Linked DNA regions of Anser cygnoides: region 1 is linked to region 2. A link is a contact called in public Hi-C data. All regions are on one chromosome and are shown on one strand. Each heading gives the region's core, a stretch centred on a gene start, on an enhancer-like site or on the middle of the called end of the contact. The rest is flanking DNA. Distances are from core to core; before and after follow the strand shown. Region 1 holds the start of DNAI1 (dynein axonemal intermediate chain 1). Region 2 holds the start of NUDT2 (nudix hydrolase 2).

What was found. A called contact is a pair of places that touch in the nucleus more often than the background predicts.
Region 1: a Hi-C map of liver shows a contact between it and region 2, with 5 times the contacts expected there. The contact joins the promoter of DNAI1 here to the promoter of NUDT2 in region 2. A contact is called at or near these places in 2 of 7 Hi-C or Micro-C datasets (both in liver).

What each region holds. Positions count from the first base shown.
Region 1 is chrZ:62,657,847-62,662,078 of Taihu_goose_T2T_genome, forward strand. It overlaps DNAI1 (dynein axonemal intermediate chain 1), which reads left to right and starts at 1,449. Exons shown (of 19, transcript XM_048048553.2): 1 at 1,449-1,580. The coding sequence starts at 1,548. It overlaps FAM219A (family with sequence similarity 219 member A), which reads right to left and starts at 1,357. Exons shown (of 6, transcript XM_048048559.2): 1 at 1,130-1,357. The coding sequence starts at 1,189. LOC125180137 (a long non-coding RNA gene) reads left to right here and starts at 1,587. Exons shown (of 3, transcript XR_007158427.2): 1 at 1,587-2,178; 2 at 2,747-2,960; 3 at 3,455-3,897.
Region 2 is chrZ:62,504,592-62,508,430 of Taihu_goose_T2T_genome, forward strand. NUDT2 (nudix hydrolase 2) reads left to right here and starts at 1,796. Exons shown (of 3, transcript XM_048048535.2): 1 at 1,796-1,814; 2 at 2,063-2,206. The coding sequence starts at 2,074. It overlaps KIF24 (kinesin family member 24), which reads right to left and starts at 1,439. Exons shown (of 16, transcript XM_066988885.1): 1 at 1,292-1,439; 2 at 638-709.

The DNA.
Region 1 (4,232 bases), core at 199-2,698, 150 kb after region 2:
GGTCTGCCAACTGCTCTTCCAAACTCGCTCATCTCACTAGTATGCCCGCTGCCTTCACCATAACGTGGGCCAGCCTCACCGTGCTCAACAAAACCTCACAGTAAGCACGCAACAAGTCCCCAGCAGCTTGCAGGGACAGTTCTCTTCCCACCACAAAGGTTACAAACTGAAGAACCAAACCATAAAAAAAATCAGCCTGAAGCTATTTCCATAATTTGTCACCAAAGCCTTTTCTTGTCGCCGTGAGGTAACCAGTCTGGAGACCAACACAGAGGAGCCTTTCCGTTCACAAGCCGATTATTGCGTCCTCAGTTTTTATTTAGCTGATGAACGCTGGTTGCCACAAGAAACCGAGGCGCGGACACCGACTCCAGACAGCCGACAGCTCGACACACCGGGAGCCTCGGGAGCACCTTCAGGGCTAACACGAACCCGCTGCTACCAGCCCCGCTCCCGCTGCCGGGGGATCTGCGGGGGCATTTCGGCCCAGTCCCTCGCACCTCCCCGCGGGCTTCACCCCGCACGGTCGGGTACTGGGGTGGGATCTGCTCCCTCCGGGTGCCAACGGGAGCTGGCGCGTTGCAGCCACCCGCCCCGACGGTGATGCCAACAGGTCGTGGGCTTTGAGGGGGCCGTGAGGAGATGCAGAAGGAGGGGAGGAAGATGGGGAAGGAGGAGAGGAAGGCAGGGAAGGAGGAGAGGAAGGAGGAGGACGTTCGCCAGGCAGGATGCAGGGCCGGACACACACACACATCCCGGGGCTCGCACGCGGCTGGTGCACGGCACCGGGAGCAAGCCCTCGGCGCCAGAGCCAGGCAGCCACACGCCCGTAGGCGGCCGTGGGCTACCGGGCGGCCGGCTGGCAGTCCCCGGGGCTGGCCGCGCCTCCTCCCTTCCCTCCCGCTGCCTCTCGGCGAGCATCAACCGGGGTGGAGGGGCACATTTCGGGGCGGCCACCGCCCCCCCCACCCTCCGCCATGACACAGCAGGGGACGGCCGTTATGTAACGGCCCCGGGGCCGGCCCGTTTTCCCCTCCCTCATCCCAACCCCAATCCCGTTACCCCCGCATGGGGGGGGGGGGGGGGGGGCATGCAGCGGCCAAGCGGCGGCTCCCGTCCCGCCGCTCACCAGCGGCTGCATCTCAGCGCGCACGGCGGGCACCTGGAACCGGTCTATCTCCTCCATCATGGTGGCGGCAGGGCAGGGCAGGGCAGGAAGGAGGGCGGGAGGACGCGGCGGGATGGCGGCGGGGGGCTCCCGGCTCCTGGCTCACGCGCCCGCCGCCGCCCGCCGCAGCCTCATCGCCGCCGCCGTGACTCAGCCGCGCCGCTTCCGGGTCCGCCGCCGCCGCCCCGCCCCGCTCATTTGCATATTCATGAGGGCGAGGGGTGTGTGCGTGCAGGGGGCGGGGTCAGAGCGCGGGAATAGATCGCGGGGGAGGGGGAGGGGGAGGGGGAGGGAATGGCTCGGCGGCAGCGCTTCCGGCGCGTTGCCATGGCTGCCGAGTCAACTTCCGGCGGGGGGGAGGCCGTGGCGGAGGGGCGCCATGCCGGCTAAGGCGGGCGACGGGCGGCGGCAGGTAAGGGCGCGGCAGGGCGGCGCCGCCTCGACGTCACCCACTCCCGACCGGTGACGTCACTCCCGACCGGTGACGTCACCCCGAACCGTGACGTCATCCCCGAGGTGTGACGTCACTCGGAGACGTGACGTGGGGGCCCCCCCCGTCCCCAAGCAGCAGCGCCCGCCCCGCGCCCCGTCACCGTCACCTCACGGAGTCGCAGCGCGGCTGGGGTGGGCAGGGACCCCTGAAGATCACCCAGTCCGACCCCAGTGCCGCCGAGCAGGGTCACCCAGAGCACGCTTTGTTTAGAGTATCTCCAGAGGAGGAGACTCCACAGCCTCTCTGGGCAGCCTGTCCCAGCGGTTTGATCTTTGCGGGGGGAGGCGGGGGTCAGCATAGCTGGTCCGGAAGCTCCCCAACGCAACAACATCCAGAGCGCGTGCCAGAAATGCCGTAACTGACCGGGGGAAGCTGAAGGTAACAAAGAAGGACAGGCTCAGAGCCCGTGAGGTGGTGGACCTCCAACTGAGGGCTAGCGCCTCAAACCCAGGCGTACCGACATGGTTCTGCACAGGGCTGGTGTCTTTGGAGCCGTCTGGTTGTTCCTGCACGTGTGGTAAGAGGGCTTCGGGCTTCAGAGCAGAAAAGAGAAAGAGAGGGGATCTCTGTGACATGCGTAATGCTTCCGCTGAAAAGTGCTTGCAACTGTCAAGTTACAAAGGCTTTATGAGGTCTGCAAAGGGCAGAAATGGAGAACCAAAGACCCCATTCCGTCCTAGATAATAAAGAGGTTTATGCTAAAATCGTAAAATGCGTTAATAATGATGGTATAAACTAAACTTGGCATTAAATGCTTGCTCTGAATCCCAATTTCTTTTACTTTCAGAATTTCCACATAAACATTTTTAGTCACTTTCATTAACCATTATCTCAAATGTTCTGAAATGGATAGGCTTTGGTTCACATGTTAGTTGAAAAACTTAATTAATGTGTTGTAAAGGCATTCTTTTTATTTTAAAGTTCTTGAAACATCACAAACGGTTTAAACTCTTTGGATTTTTGGCTTTTCGCATAACTTTAACTACAATTACTTAAAATAATTTTAACTTGTCCTGTGCTGCCTTCCCTATATTTGTCTGTGCTTGTTAAATCTGACTGCTGTTTCGTGTACTTTCATCGACTAGAATATTCTTGCAGTGGAGGAATTGTGTGAATCACTAGCTGGCTCTGGAGGCCAGAGGCTGTTGTCTCATCTTCACAGATCTAAAGTACAGCCCACGTCACCGGGGCTTGGAGAGTCACAGGAGTAAATGGCTGCACCTTTGCACGACGCACTGCGCCATCGGGGCCCGATGATTGGTATTTACTGAGGCCTGATGGCTACTGTAAAATTAATTGGTGAGTCAAGGTCTAGATCCCAATTCTTGTCAAGAAAGTCTCTTTTGAAAACAAATGAGTAAGGCCCTGCACTTGTGTCTCAGACACGTTCTTCCTCTCTGCCAGTGTTCATAAAGAGGCAGGAAACAAGCTTGCTGCTTGCCTGTGAGGCTGCTTTTTCTACTGAGCATCATTTCCATCGGCTTTCCGTCCTTGTCCCTTTCGCTGCAAGTTCTCCTGTAGCACTATGCTCTTTTCACCTGTCCCCATGCTTTTCATTCCTGTATATCCCTTGTATTGCTTTGTTCTGCTCTGCCTCGTAGGTTTTTCATTGCTGACTGCTTTCCCTTTGAAAATTTTCTTCCTGAGATTGTGCTCAAAGCTGAGACAGTTACCTGAATGGTTTCAGGTTCTTCCCTGTTGCCATGTGTCACTTCCAGTCCCTCCTTCGCTTTCATGGCTGTGGGCTCTTTGAGTGCTTTGTAATCAATTCTTTTTCTTTTTTTCCCCTACAGGTGGCGGTTGCCTGCCCTTCTTCTGTCTTCTGCCTGTCTTGTATTTTCCCTTTCCTCTGACATGAGTCTCTTGCTTTCTTTTGCTCTTTATCTCTTTATCCCAGTGACTTCAGCCTCCAGTTCAACCTCCAACCAGACGATGTATTTTTCTTCTTCTTTGAATGGAATCTCCCAGGTTCTTGGATGAAAATATGCCAAAAGCTGTCTGGCCGTCAGAGATAAACGTGGTAGATGAAGTGAATTCAAGATGAATCGTTTGACTCGATCTGAGCCTTAATTAGAAGCACGTTTAGACCATTGCTCTTATATGTTTGGAGACATTAATAAGAAATGTTCCAGTGTTCAAAGTCTGTTAAAGTGATTGGGTGTGCCCAGATCTTTGTGTTCCCAATGCAGCTTTGTAAATAATAAAACTTATGTATGCTGTATACTTCAATACCATCCTTCCGTTCAGGTCAGAAATTTGTTACACAGAATCGAGCCCCAGCGCGTTTTGGGAACGTGCAGAATTATGGAAAGACATAAACCAATGTCTCTGAATCAGACGGAAGTGAATGGAAGAATTAGATTCTCGACTCCCTTGAAAATGAGGTCTTGGGTATGACATGCTGAAGAACAGTATTATTTTAAAAACAATGACTTGTGTGGCACGTACAAAGACGTGCAGAGAGCTGCTGGTAGGGCAGGGGACAGCACCATGTTAGCCCTGTGTCATTCCTGTGTGTGGGTGGTGGAAGAAAGCGGACAACAATTTCTAAGTTTATAAAAACATTTTAAA
Region 2 (3,839 bases), core at 546-3,045:
TTTCTTTGCTCCTAACATACCCGAGTTGCTTACTATAGCTACGATTACAGAATCACAGAATGTTAGGGATTGGAAGGGACCTTGAAAGATCCCCTAGTCCAATCCCCCTGCCAGAGCAGGAACGCCTAAATCACGTCACGCAGGAACGCGTCCAGGAGGGTTTTGAATGTCTTCAGAGAAGGAGACTTCACAGTCCCCCTGGGCAGGCTGTTCTAGTGCTCTGTCACTGTCACCATAAAAAAGTTTTGTCTCGTATTTAAGTGGAACCTCCTGCGTTCCAGCTTGCACCCATTGCCCCTTGCACTATCATTGGATGTCACAGAGAAGAGCCTGGCTCCATGCTCCTGACACTTGCCCTTTACATATTTATAAGCATTAGTAAGGTCACCCCTCAGTCTCCTCTTCTCCAAGCTAATGAGACCCAGCTCCCTCAGCCTTTCCTCGTAAAGGAGATGCTCCGCTCCCTTCATCACCCTCATGATGAAGACTGGAAAACGACAGGTCCGATGTTGTTGCTCCCAATTTTCCATAAGCAGAATGAGAACCGTTATCAGCGTGCATAGAGTGATGGCGGGCACACTGCGTGGCCTGGGCAGGGCTGAGCATGGGGCAGCATGCCTGGCTGGATGGCACTCACCTCCTTGCGAACCCAGCCCTTCTGTCCAAGCGTACAAGGTTCTTCCGCCTTTGGTTCCCTGTTGATCTCCTCCTGACCCAGAAAGCAGAGAAACGTGAAGGTTGTGCAAAGCGGATTAATTTCAGTGATATTTGAAACGGACTTAAAAATGACAACTAAATGAACTGCTTGTTTTCCAACGGAGCACTGAGATGCTAGTTACCATTATCATTCTTCCACACTAAACATAGGCTGGTGAGCTCAGCAGGAGCGGCTCCATCCCGCAGCTGATCCCGACAACTGCTCCCAGCAGCAGCTGCAGGGGAAGGGGAAGCGTCTAATACTCAGCCACACGCCCAGAAAATCACCCGGCAGCTATATCGGGGTGCTGATTATTCGAAAACTGCGCCCCAGCCTCTCTTGCCGTCAGGGTTTAACAGCTGGCTTCTAACATTTATTTTATAATTAGAGCCCAGCGAGCTGCCGCGCCTCGGGGGTTACGCTTCAGGACTCGGAGGGGACGCGTTTAGCCCCGGGGCTCGGTCCCGGATGAACTTTTACCGTTTTCTTCCCAGTTTCGCCCCCAAAAGAAGCCTCCGCGCCTCCCCACGCGTTCAGCTGAGAGAAAACCCGCCCGGAGCCCGCCGGGGCCGTGCTCCCGGTGTCCGTACGTACCCTGCAGCGCCGGGCCGGGCACCGCCACCCCCCCTCCCCCGGCCCCCGGTCCCCTCAGCGGGCGCGGAGGCTCCGGGAGCGGCGCCCAGGCCGCGTCTCCATGGCAACAACGCCTCGCCCGCTTCAAACGGTGGCGCGCGCGGCTCGCTAGGGAGGAACCAATCAGACGGAGGGAGGCGGGGTTAAGGGAATAAGAGAAGGGGGGGAGAAGGCGCTGCGATTGGTTGAGGGGGCTGTCAGCCGCGCGTTGGTCCCGCCTCCTCTTTTCCCGATCCGGGAGCGAAGGTGAGGGCAGGGAGTGGGGCGTGCGCCGCGCTCAGGGGTCCGGGGGGAACCGCGGGGGGCTGCGGGGGGGTTCCGGGGGCGGCGGGGTCCCCAGCCCCAGCCCCAGCCCGGGGGCCCCGTGGGCGGAGCCCCGGCGTTATCTGTGCACGGAGCCCGAGGGCTTCTGCAGCGAAAATCAGAGCGTTAAATGTCCGGCTTTCCTGGTTCTTCATCATATTCTGTCCCTGCGGTGTGCTGTGTAATGTATCAGCTGTAAAGAAACAGCACACAAGTCACATTCCGTGCCTCTTAATGCATGCATACATATATATATATTTAAGGGTTTTTATGTAGGCTCCTCCTTCCCAATTTGAAAAGGAAAGGGCTCCATTGTCGCACCTCACGGGTTGTTATTAAGACAGGGTTTAATTGCACGGTAGCTGCGAAGGGATGGACTTTTATCCCGACCTGCCCGAGCCCCACGTCATTTCTGCTTGCCCCCTGCAGGGAGCGGGGACATGGCGGTCAGAGCCTGTGGCTTGATCATCTACAGGAGGCTGCAGCCAGCGGCGTCCTCCAAGCCCGCTGACGGCATCGAATACCTCCTCCTGCAGACGTCTTACGGGACCCACCACTGGACGCCACCCAAAGGTGATGTTTGTTCCGATATCCCACGGCTGTGCCGCTCGCGTCAGGAGCAGGGGAGATTGCAGCCTGAGGTCTGCTGGGCGCTGCTGAGGTCAGCTCTGGGGGTGGTTATCAGCTGGCAGTAGCAGCTGATAGTGCCTTTTGGGCAGCTGGAAGGGGAGCTGTGTGGCAGAGCTGGTATCGGGTAGTACGCTGTCCCAGCCCCGGTACCGGGAGCAGCACAACGGGGATATTTCAGGTTCGTTGTAGATCTCCCTAAATGCTTTTTCTTATCCTCTGCGATTTCTTTCCGCTAATTTGTATTTCTGATTTTACAAAGTAGTGTTCTTAAAGCATAGCACATGAGCAGTTTGTAAACAGGAGTTTGTAAATTGGAAAAAAAAAAAAAAAAAGCTAGTAACAAAATCAGCTGTGCTCTCCTATCAATGGAAAGAACAGAACTTTCCAAACCTCTCCCTCCCTCCACTTCACCAAAAGCCTAGTGGAGAAGAGTTTGCAGCCTTTGGAAAGCAAAAAACCATGAGCTGGGACATGACTGTTGTGAGAGGAGAGATCCATGCGGAAAGGTTCACTGGAAACACAGTAATTCAGGACAAGCCAGCACAATAGCAAGTGAAATGACTCAGGTATGTGTCTCACACACTCAGATCATATCGTTGAAGGTTTTGTAGATCAGAAACCACAATCTGATGGCAGCCTTTACTAGTAGCTTGGTACAGATCTGAGGACAATAAATGGAGGTGCTATTACATTATATATTCTCTGCAATTTGAGTGGTCTTCAAAGGCAGCCCCAGGCTATGTGGTGCAATAATATAACTTGTATGCGGTGCAGACCTAGATTTAATGTGGGAGGAGCCAGAATGAGAACTTATAATCACCTCTCCAGGAGCACAGAGGAGGCAAGCCCACGCAGAGCTACAGCTATACTTTGATATTTTTAAAGTTCCCTCAGCACCTCCAGCCTTTATGGGATTAAACTGTATTGCTTGGGTCCCCCCTACACAAACTTCATCAGCCTGATCCCTGCTCCTAGAACTGTGACTGCGCAAGTCGAGTCTGATGGGCAGGGGATGCAGGGCTTGTTTACTGGTGCAAATGGCTTTGAGGAGCTGGAACGTGGTGCCAGTGGTCCTTTTTGTTCCTGGTGGGTAGAGTGTATTGCACAAAGTGGAAACTTACTGAGCTTAGACTCGAGGTTAGCAACAGTCAGTGGGGTGAGGTGATTGCCTCTCCCTGTGCCGGTAGGCAGGAGGTAGCATTTGTGTCCTGTGGGTTGAAACTGAACCCTGGTCTCCAGCTTTTTTGCTACCTCAGCTCATTGCATGTTTGGTAACTGGATCATGATTATCATAAAAGGAACTGGTTACTGGCTGTTGGTGGATGTTCTGTGGGCATTTACTGTGGATGCTATAAAAGGAATCCAGCTGTTCGAGGCCGGGTGGATTCTGTTGCTCAAAGTCCCAGCTTTGTATATGTACAAGATGAAAATAAGTTTATCCTCAAAAAGGAGATAGCTTGACTTGCAGTGCTGAGAAAATATTTCTACTTAAAGCCTCAGCGTATTTGATCTCAAATATCTAAGACATCAGATGCTGTTTTCTGCACAGTTTCTTTTTGAAATAGAAGTGTATTTT